Regions from separate parts of the Mus musculus genome. Here region 2 is linked to region 1. A link is a contact called in public HiChIP or PLAC-seq data. All regions are on one chromosome and are shown on one strand. Each heading gives the region's core, a stretch centred on a gene start, on an enhancer-like site or on the middle of the called end of the contact. The rest is flanking DNA. Distances are from core to core; before and after follow the strand shown. Region 1 holds the start of Elfn1 (leucine rich repeat and fibronectin type III, extracellular 1). Region 2 overlaps Mad1l1 (MAD1 mitotic arrest deficient 1-like 1).

What was found. HiChIP or PLAC-seq counts read pairs in DNA pulled down with a chosen protein or histone mark.
Region 2: an H3K4me3 HiChIP or PLAC-seq map of stem cell-derived neural progenitor cells shows a contact between it and region 1, with 23 read pairs. The contact joins the enhancer-like site here to the promoter of Elfn1 in region 1. A contact is called at or near these places in 7 of 39 promoter capture datasets (the 3T3-L1 cell line, embryonic stem cells, hippocampal neurons and 2 more), 2 of 484 Hi-C or Micro-C datasets (bone marrow-derived macrophages and nephron progenitors), 12 of 115 datasets of contacts at active chromatin or transcription factors (VIP interneurons, craniofacial prominence, embryonic basal ganglia and 8 more) and 3 of 9 other capture datasets (adipose tissue, embryonic stem cells and liver).

The regions. Positions count from the first base shown.
Region 1 is chr5:139,904,644-139,909,752 of GRCm38.p6, reverse strand. It overlaps Elfn1 (leucine rich repeat and fibronectin type III, extracellular 1), which reads right to left and starts at 1,887. Exons shown (of 2, transcript NM_001384186.1): 1 at 940-1,887.
Region 2 is chr5:140,177,026-140,182,312 of GRCm38.p6, reverse strand. The region is part of intron 11 of Mad1l1 (MAD1 mitotic arrest deficient 1-like 1); the gene reads left to right. Among named protein-coding and RNA genes, the nearest start is that of Gm16120, 28 kb to the left of the region's middle. Within about 2 kb of position 3,837, at least 20 of the 459 cell types and tissues checked have an H3K27ac peak or open chromatin away from gene starts, as enhancers often do. A contact at or near this core is called in stem cell-derived neural progenitor cells, where this site is marked.

The DNA of each region.
Region 1 (5,109 bases), core at 638-3,137:
CATGACCCCAGGTAGTCACAGTTCAGAGCAGGCTTATCTGGGAAGAGAAAAAGTTAGGGGAGTGGGAGGTGACACCTCAAAGTCTGAGGGGAATGAGTAGAAGAAAAGGGGAGGGCAGGCGACGGAATGGGACCCATGAAAACTGAGGAGGGTCAGTCTCTGGCTGGGGTCTGGAAGCACCTCGCAGCCAGTGGTTTTCCCAGTCCCTACAGGCTCTTGTCAAAGGCGCCTGTTAATAACTAGAAGCCAGTTCCTTCCAGGGAGCTGGACAGAGCCCCGGCACCCGGCTGGGGTGGGGGTGCGGGTCTTACATTACCCTCCCCACGGCTCCAGCGCCTGGAGACCAGTGTGCAGAACGAAGGCGAGGTCCCACCACCCACTTTTTCTCCTCTTTGAACTACGAGTGGAGGTATTCGGACTGGGGGGGGGCAGCTTCTGGGCCAACTTGGGGCACTAAGGCCGTCCCATGCACCCTACAGCAGACCGACCCCACCACGGCCTAGGCAGCACGCTCAGCAAAGTTTCGGGTCCTCGGTGGTGCTTCCTAATCCGAGGTGGGGGCAGGGGACCCAAGCCCAGGCGCTCCGATCGGCGGAGTCGGGAGGGAAGTTTGTCCAGCCAGAGATCGGCGATCGAGAACTTCGGGTTTTGGGAAGGCGGCTGAGTGGAGGGCGCCCTGGAGCCTCAGACTAAACGCGCTGCATCTGAAACCCCCCGGGTGAAGAGGGGACTCGGTCCAGGTGCGGACGGCCAGGACACGGCGAGGGGGACTGAGGCGATAGGGGCAACCAGGGCTGCGGGAGCCGTTGGGGACTCCCGCGCCACCCGGGAAGCCGGCGAGAGCGTATCCTTCCTGCCCCTCCCCCTCCAGGGGCGGGGACCTGTGGACCCCACGTCTGCGGCAGAGGGGACCACCACTCGCTGCACACCCCTTCCTACCTGAACGGGGTTGTGGCCCCCAGGGTTGAAGGCTCGATCACCGGCTAGCAGAGCACGCGCGCCGAAGTCCCCGGAGCGCCGCGGTGGCGGTGGCGGCGGCGGCGGCGGCTGCCCCTGCTTCCTCCTCCTCTTCCTCCTCGGGGTTCTTGCTGGCTCCAGACAGACCTCCTCCCCCTCCCGCGTTGCCCGCCCCTCCCGGAGCCCGCCGGGCTTGAGGATCGGCCTCTCGCCGGGAGCGGAGAGGAGCCTGCGGGAGCCGGGCTGCGGCGCTCACTGCGTCAAGAGCCGGGGACCGCGCGATCGGAGCAGCCCCGGACCGGCCGGGCAGGCGGGGCGGCCGCGGCGCCGGCGACGCCGAAGGGGCCGGGCGGCTCCGGCTCTCGAGCTCGGGAGCGGGCGCGGCGGCAGCGGCCGCGGCGACGCGAGGCGGTGGTTCATTTTGTGAGCGCGAGGCAGGTCGGACGTGGGAGCCGCGCGGGGAGGGGACCGGAGCAGGGGCGGGGGCCGCTGCACGTCCATAGGTTGCCCCGGGAGGGGATCAAGGCTCCCTGAGGGGAAGTTGGCTGGAGCCGGGGGGACATCTCAGGACGCCGCAACACAGCCTCGCCTCCTTTTCCTGGCTTTGCCTGCGTCCCCTGCCCGCGTCCCAGGCCACTGAGCTAAGAGCCGTGGAGCCCAAGTCCCCGAGTGTCATGGGGTTGGGACCCTTCGTGGCGATGGGAGGTGGGTACGAGAGGCAGAGATGTGCACGCGCGTACAGTCACGCCTGTGCACACACACGCACCCGCAGGAAGCCATGTAGAAGTTGACCCCGAAGTCAGACCCTATGTAAGCGCGCGTGTCACAGCTCCACCCGCAGGGACGATTGTTTCACGGGGCGGGCGGCGGGGAGGGGAGAATCAGAGATGGTACAAGGTTGTCAGGCCCTCCGAGATGCAACATTCTCTCTTCCCACCAGGGACTTGCTCTCTCCTAAGGTCACCGACCCCCTTCACAGTCCCTCCTCTCTGCATTGTATGTCACCACCCCCTTGGGCTGAGAGGCCGGGAGGCGTGAGATCAGCCTGGCACCTTCCCATTCCCGGAAGGTTCCGAGTAGTGGATTCCCCTCCCACTAGCCTCTGTGTGTGTGGGGGGGGGGAGTTAATGTGTGCTTTCCGGGGATCCAAGTCATCCCTCTGGGGCTGTCCACCCTCCCACCCACCCCCACCCCCCACCCCCATGGTTCCAGGAACACTGACTGAGCCCGCTGGTATCCCATTCCCTACCGCGCCCCTTCCCCAGGCGGTAGCTTTGGCCTTGGGTTGAAAATCAAAATCAAGTTCAAGAGCGCCCTCGCCGGGCTAAGGCCTTGCGCACAGCTTTCGAGCCTCCGTGCGCTTGCGGAGCTGAAGGACCCCCCTTTGGGCAGAGTGGGTGCAACCCTTTTTGGACGCCTCCTCCGAGCTGGAGCACTCTCAAGAGCCAGGCTTCGGGACACAATGCCAACGAAGGGGACTGGAGCCGCAGAGTGCAGCCAAGTATACATAGTAAGGGGCGAGGAGAGGCTGGGGGCGGGGACTTGTCCCTTGGGTTGCCAGACCACCAGGGACCAGCATGGGAATAGCCTGAACCTTGGAGTAGCGCGGCCAGAGGACCAGGAGCTTCCCGAGCTCGGGTCCTGTGGCCTGTCCTGCGACTCGACTAGATCCAGCCTGCAGCACCGGCAGGCAGCCCACACTTGGCCGATCCTAGGCTTTCCCCAGCCCCATTTTTCCTTTGGAACCCTGAGGAGTGAGATTCCAGTTAGGGACTGAGGGTAGAGGAGGCTCTATCGTCTTTCCGGTGGATTCTTAGACACAGAGCATGGTGGTCAAGGACAGAGCTGTGGGTCTACCCTTGCTCAGACCTCAAGAGAATCCAGCCGGGACTGAAGGCTCCAAAGCCTGCTTTTAGGGTAGCTTTTGCCGGGCCCTTCAAAAAAACAAAAAACAAAAAACAAGCCAGGCACCCCTCAAGCTGGGAAGGCCACAAGCTAACCCCTGGCCAGAGCCACGGGGATGAGGCCAGAGCTTTCTCCTGGTTCTCTCATCTCCCGCCCCGCCCCCATTCCTCCCTTCCTCTCCCATTCTCCTGAGCCATGTCACTAGCAGGCATGTGTACATGACCCAGGGTGGACACTATGTATGTTGCACCCACACGTTTGCAGAGCAGGTTCACACCTAACGGGCACACCCCATAATTCACCCCTTAGCCCACCCTCATGAAGAACATGAAGTTCTGGCAGAAGTTCACACACATCTTTGCCGACGCCCACGCCTCCCCCCTCCCCACAACCAGGAACCTTACCAAGAAGTTATAGAGTAGGGCTTCAGTCGCCAAGGCACCCCAGCCTGCTCCAGGGTTGCACAAACCCCCGGTCCATACCTGGGTTTCTGTAGTGGTGTGCGACTGCAAACATCATTCCAGAAAGGCAAAGATGTCTATCCTGGGGTCTATCTGACAGGGTCCCAACAAAGAGAAGAAAGCCCTCCCTCTCTTTTACCTCTTTGCCACCTCCTCCCCCTTTTCTCTTTTACATCTGCCTCCCCTCTCCCTCCTCCTCTTGTCTTCTTACTCTGTAGCTCAGGCCAGCCTGGGACTCCAGTGTCTAGCTTTAGACCCCTGAGTGCCAGAACTATAGGCATGTACCAGCAGGCCCAGCTTACCCTTGGCTTTATTATTATTATTATTATTATTATTATTATTATTTGCTCCCAAACAAGGTTCCTGCATATACATCTACTCACAACACACACACATGCAACATACACAGGCCTCCTTGACAAGGTTGCCTATAGACTGGGCCAGATGCAGCCATGACAGCTGTCTTTCCTGAGTTGAGGGTGAAGGGGCCTAGAACAGTCTGAGAGGGGTGGGCCCTCTCCAATTGGGCACACATGGGACCCCAAGCTAGAGCTGCCCACATGATTTCTGCAGGCTGACCAGAGGCCCAACCAGCAGGTCGAGATAACTTTCTATCCACTGAGATCTTACTTCTGCAGAAAGCTGGAATATGGAAAAGCATTTCTACACACTACAAAAATAAAAATGCCTAGAGAAAAAATTGGTGTCCATCCCTCTGATACCCAGAACTTCACAGTTCCATCCACAACCCCCAGAAGAGCCCAAAGCCACAAAAGAAACACGAGGGTCAGTTTCCTCATATATAAAGAGCTCTTACAACCCAATAAGAAAAAAATTGACAAGGACACCAAAAGTGGACAGAGATAACTAACAGAAAAGGAATGGGGGAAAGGGTTTCTTGACAAATGAGACATCACCACAGGAATGCCAGGGACAGCTCAACATGATGTTTCACCCCCAAAGGGTAGCAGGTTTCACAGCTACTCTGAGGCCATAGTAGACACTCTGGGAACTCTTGTGAGAATGTCCATATTCCGAGAAGCCACACACCCTTGTGCCTGGCATGTTCTTCTAGGAATGTGTCCTCTAGATGCTTGTCACGAATGAAAAGTGATATATGACTCCGTGCAAGGTTGTTTGCTGAGGCACTGTGTGTGGCAACAGCAGATTGGAAGTGTCCTAAATACCCACAGATGAGGGAGGGCTGAGATGCTTCGCAGCACAGTCAGCAGAGCTGTGTGGCCAGGAGACAGAGATTGGATGCTCTGAACCCAGCTCTGAGGCTCCCCTCTTACTTACCCGTGTATTTTCTTGTGCTGAAGACAAAAGCCAAGACCTTGCATGTGCTAAGCCAGCGGTTCTCAGCCTTCCTAATGCTGCAACCCTTTAATATAGTTCCTCATGCTCTGGTGATCCCTGACCATAAAGTTATTTTTGTTGCTACTTCATAAATGTAATCTTGCTGCTGTTACAAACTGTAAGGTAAATATCTGTGTTTTCCAATGGTCTTAGGGGACCACTGTGAAAAGGTCATTCTATCCCCAAAGGGGTCGTGACTCACAGGTTGAGAACCACGGTGCTAGACAAACATGTTTGCTGAGCCCTTCAGTGGGGGATTCTAGGCAGGGACTCCACTGAGCCACGCCCCCAGCCCCTCACTGGGGGATTCTAGGCAGGGGCTCCACCACTGAGCCATGCCCCCAGCCCCTCACTGGGGGATTCTAGGCAGGGGCTCTACCACTGAGCCACGCCCCCAGCCCCTCCCTGGGGGATTCTAGGCAGGGGC
Region 2 (5,287 bases), core at 2,588-5,087, 270 kb before region 1:
GGGGACACTGCAGGATTCCTCCGTGCTGTCCCTTGCAGCTTGCTTCAAGATTGATTCAGAGTGCTTCTAGAGTGGAACCATAGAGACCCTATAGCACTCTGAAGGAAGATATACACCATGGGGGCTGGGTAAGATGAACAGAGTACCTGAATCATTGGGGTGGAGCCTCTACCCTGCTGGCCTGGGTGCCATGACTGAATTGAGAATCCTGTTCACCTGAGGGAGGGCCAGAGTTCTAGAACTGGGTACAGGGATGTATCTGAACCCCACTTCTCTGCTCAAGGTTTCTTGTGTGGCCATCTAGCTCTGAGTGGGAACATGGCAGCTATTGCGTTCCATGCACATACCCCTGTTCTGATGTTTCTTCTCCCACCATCAGCGGCTGTGTGTTCCTTTCTGTCTACTGTAAGCACGTGTGCTGTGTGCCATGCTGGGGAGATGTGGCTGTACTACCTCAGCCCTGCCATTGTAGACCCCTCGCCTCCATGGCAGCTCTGCCTCTGCACCTGGGTAACAAGATGGCCCCAAGGCTGCCTCCCTTCCTTCCTAAAAAGATTTATTTACTTTTAAAGTTTATGCCAGGCGTGGTGGTGCACGCCTTTAATCCCAGCACTTGGGAGGCAGAGGCAGGCGAATTTCTGAGTTCGAGGACAGCCAGGGCTACACAGAGAAACCCTGTCTCGAAAAAAAAAAATGTGTATGTATATGGGTGTTTTGTCTTATTTTGTTTTGTTTCTGCCTGCATGTATGTATGTGCATCATGTATGTGCAGTGCTTGCAGAGGCCAGAGGCCAGCGTAAGATCTCCTGGAATTGGAGTTACAGACAGTTGTTAGTTACCATGTGGTAGTGGGAATTGAGCCTAGGCCTCTGATAGAGTAGCCATGCTCTTATCTGTTGGGCTATCTGTCTGGCCCCTAAGCCTGGTTTTCTCCACTCTGCACTGCCAGCCCTGAGACACACTGCAGGGAAGCAGGGTGCAGTGGGATGGTTCTGCCATAAACTGGCTACTCAACCAGGTTCAAGCGTCTGAACTTTTAAGTTCAGAAAGCTTCTTACTTAAAAGTTCCCTCCACTTCTGCTAATGATTCCACATTAGCAATCCATTTGGAGCACCTGGTGGGATGTCCCACTGCCTCTGTTCCTGCGGGGGAATTGTTCTGTGTGCCCTGATGTTCTCTTCACAACCAGCAGGGTCCACAGCATGGATGTTCAGGGGTTTGTGTATTACCTGCTCAGCAGGCCATTTTGGGACCTATATCCAGTCTTTTTTGGCTGGCCTCAAACTTGACCTTAAATTTTTTTTTTTTTTTTTTTTTTTGGTTTTGTTTTTCGAGATAGGGTTTCTCTGTGTAGTCCTGGAACTCGCTCTGTACACCAGGCTGGCCTCGAACTCAGAAATCTGCCTACCTCTGCCTCCCAAGTGCTGGGATTAAAGGTGTGCGCCACCACGCCCGGCTTAAATTTTTGATTCTCCTACCCTTTTCCCTCTTTGGTGCTAGGATTACAGATATGTGCCACTTCGTCCAAACTGAACTCTGGACTTTGTGGATGCCCAACAAGCCTCTGCCTTTCTTCCTGCCCTTCTGGGTCCTATTTTGTCTGTCAGGAAGGAAAGCATTCATTTGGTCTGGGAAGGAGCCATTTGCAAAGTCACTTGAAAGCTGTCCTTGGCCTTTGCATTGTCCCACCAAGAATGCCACTGGAGCTGGGTTGTGACAGGAAAAAAGTTTTCAAGGAGAAAAGCAATTTTAGGAAATAAAATGAGATCAAAACAAAGTGCCTTTTGTTCCTCTCCAAGCTGCAGATGGTTATTAAGATAGGGGTTCCTTGGTGCGGGGGCAGGAGGGGTTTGCCTCTGGCCACTGCTGCTGATCCATGAAAGCAAGGTGACCTCATGCAGGCCATCCCAGGGACCTGATGGGGTCCCTCTCTAGGTCTCAGATCTGCCAGATCTTTACCTGACCACCCTTGCAGCCCACCGTTGCCTCAGAGCCTTCACCTGCGCTGCTCCTCCCTCCCTCGGCAGTGCCGTCACCTTGCCCGGTCTGGCTCACTGACTTCCCTCTGCCCTTGCTTTTAACAGGCCCTTTGGCACAGCTGTTTGCAGCCAGTCAAAATCTGGCAATTGTTTGGCTCCCTCTTCTGATGGGTGGACAAGCTGAGGGTGTAGAGAAGTCACCTGCAAAGGTCATGTGCCCAGGAAGGTCTCTGACCTGGTGATGAGGATGGCAAGCCAAGCCTCAATGCTCTCTTCTGCCAAGGGCAGCATTCATGGAAGAGCACAAACATGTTGTCCCAGCCCCAAAGATTGGTGGCCCTGTACCTACCCTTACAGGATTTCAGGGGCATCTGGAGACACTGCAACCAGGTAGCAGTTACAGATGCTTTGGTTTCTGGTTTGTTTGTTTGTTTGGTTGGTTGGTTGGTTGGTTGGTTTGGGTTTGGTGTTGGTTTCTTGGCTTAAAACCAACTATTTGGAAGATGTGGCGATTGCCCTTTTGGTTTCTCAACAGTGGAAGAAGAGGTGTTATCAGTGGGTGGTGGAAAACATGGTACCCTGTCCCTGCTATCATCCATCCTTCCCTGGGCTTCGCTGACACATTTTGGGTAAGGATGGTAGCCACTCAGGACCTGCTGTGGGTCCTGGTCTTGGTGTATGATGTCTGAAGATACTGAGCCTATGCGGTCAGTGTCTGTCTCCCATGTAACTCCCCCCACCCCATGCTGCTGTGCCACTTTTCAGTACATCCCACTCCAGTATCACTCCAGGACACTGGCCCCTTCAGTACTCAGAACGGCTTCTGGAAATGAGTTGGTCTATACCTTGGAGACCACATCACCCTGCCAGCCCTGTCATTGTTTCTGAAACATCCTCATGGGGATGGGGGCATGAGGGACAACAGAGATGGCACAGTGAGTCAGGTAGGTGTAGGGCAAGGTAGAGCCTGCTTCTAGGGGAAGATGTTAGTAGGATGCTGGTGGCTTTGTTTTCTATTAACCTTGGCTTTCTAAAATACTGCATTCACGTGCTATTGATCTTGGTCCTCAGAGCTGTTGTGAACACCCTCAAATCCAAGCCCAGGATGTTCATCCACTGCCCTGCATCATCCTGGTCCAGGGTACCCTTTCATTTCTGGGTATTCACATCACAGCTCAATTGGAGTTTACAGTGCCAGTGCTACCACATGTGGTGGTACATTCCTTTAATCCCAGCACTTGGGAAACAGAGGCAGGTAGATCTCTGTGAGTTCAAGGCCAGCCTAAACTACAGAGTGAGACCCTGTTTCAAATTTCAAGCAGCAACCAAAACCAAAACCAGCCAGTACCTTAGCTGGGATGGGTTTGGAGTCTCAACACAAGGCTACACACTAATGAGAAGGGAGGAACCGGCCTGGGTAGGTGCCCAGTGATGGCTTGAGTCTGATCTCCACTCAGCACAGGTGGTCTATGGCTTAGCCTTGTTGGGGACATGTGGCCTTCAATATCCAGGGGAGTTAGCAAGACACCTGGATGCCACCAGAGGCCCAGCTTGTCCCTGTCACTTTGGTTCCTGTCACAGAACCCTCTTTGCCTACGGTGAAGACCTTGTCCAACTTTTTCACACAATTTCGAAGAAATCCAAATCTTTGAATAACCTTGGTCCTGAAAGGAAAGGCGCTGGCTGCAGGTGAAAATTGATGGTGGTGCTCAAAGGCATGGTTCCCTGCCAAGACAGCCTCTCGAGTGCAGCTTCCAAAAATAGCCGCCACAACAGTGGCGCTGGAACTGCTCCCTGCTCTGCCTGGAGCCTGCTCCAAAGACGGCGAGTGTGCGGCAGCCTCCCCTGCTGCCTGGCCTTCATGTCTGCCCTTGGCCTGCTGCTGGGCCAGGTCAGCACTGGGGCTGCTGCCTTGTGGTTCCTCACATAACTGGCTTCCAAGGATCCTGTGAGGTCCCCAAGATAGAGTGTGTACTGGCTCTAGGTCAGAAAGTACAGCAGGCTGCAGACCCTGGGAGGAGGATGCACTCGCTCACTCCCTCGCTTTCTCAGGCTGGCTGCCTCAAACTGTACTCAGTTCTGGTCGTCATGGTTGGCTTCTGGTATGTGTGTGTGTGTGTGTGTTCTCTTAGTTTGAGAGCTCTCAATGTATTTTTCTCTGTAGTCCTGGCTGGCCTGAACTTGCTAATTAGACCAGGTTAGCCTCCAATTCAAAAGAAATCAGCATTCAGGTGTCTCTGCCACCTGAGTGCTAGGATTATAGGCATATGTCAACATGCTTGGCTTGGGTTTTTTTTTTTGTTTTGTTTTGTTTTGTTTTGTTTTGTTTTTGGAAACAGTTTTAACCTGTGTGTGTGAGGTACATGTGTGTGTTCTTGTCTTTGTTGTGTGCTTGTGCCTATGTATGTAGAAACCAGCAGTTTGTACCAGGCACCTTCCCCCCTGAGTCATTCTGAGCCATATTTTCTGAGATATTGTGTCTCACTGACCTGGGCGAGGCTGGCGAGCTCCCATGCATCATTTGCCGTGGCCTCCCTTCGCAGAGCTGCATGTGCCTTACTGCTCTCAGCCCTTAGAAGTGGCTGCTCGGGATCTGATCTCGGGCCCTCACGCTGATGTAGCTGACTGTTTACCAGCTGAGCCATCTCTTCAGGCAAAGCCTGTCATGGTTTCTGTGGGTGAGGTCTTTGCTTTACTTTTCTCTTATCTGAGGGGCTCAGCTACGTGCTCACTATGACCAAAGCAACCATGGTGCTTGCTTTCATCAAAACAACTCTCTTCCATTAACTGTTACCACTTTAATAATCCCGTGCATATGTGTGGGGGGAGATCACTTTGAAAATGTGACTAGAATTTGCAGTCTTAATTTGTAGAAGAGGAAGCTGCATCTGGCTCAGGATGGGTTGCTACCCAGGAATTGAGGGTGGGGTAGGGAAGGGGCATCTCTGGTCAGGAGCATGTGGCTTTCCTTGGCAGCTCCTGTTTCCTCCATGTTGCTACCCCACTTATGTCCTGGAGGCAGGGCTGCCAGTGTTTGCACACAAGTGTGAGGATGTGTGTTTGTGTACCTCTAAGTAGGCTGTGTTGTGCATGTATGTATGCACCTATGGGTGCATATGTCCTGGAAAGCAGGCATCTTCTGCTGTTGCCCTGTTTTTCCCGTGAGACTCCCATGGAACATTAAACCCAGAGGAGGAAGACTGGCCATGGCCATCGTAATAGTGATTAAATAGCAATAAAACAGGATCAGTATTTACAGACCTGGGGTGCTGCAACTAGAGGGTATTAAATATCATCCATCACCAAG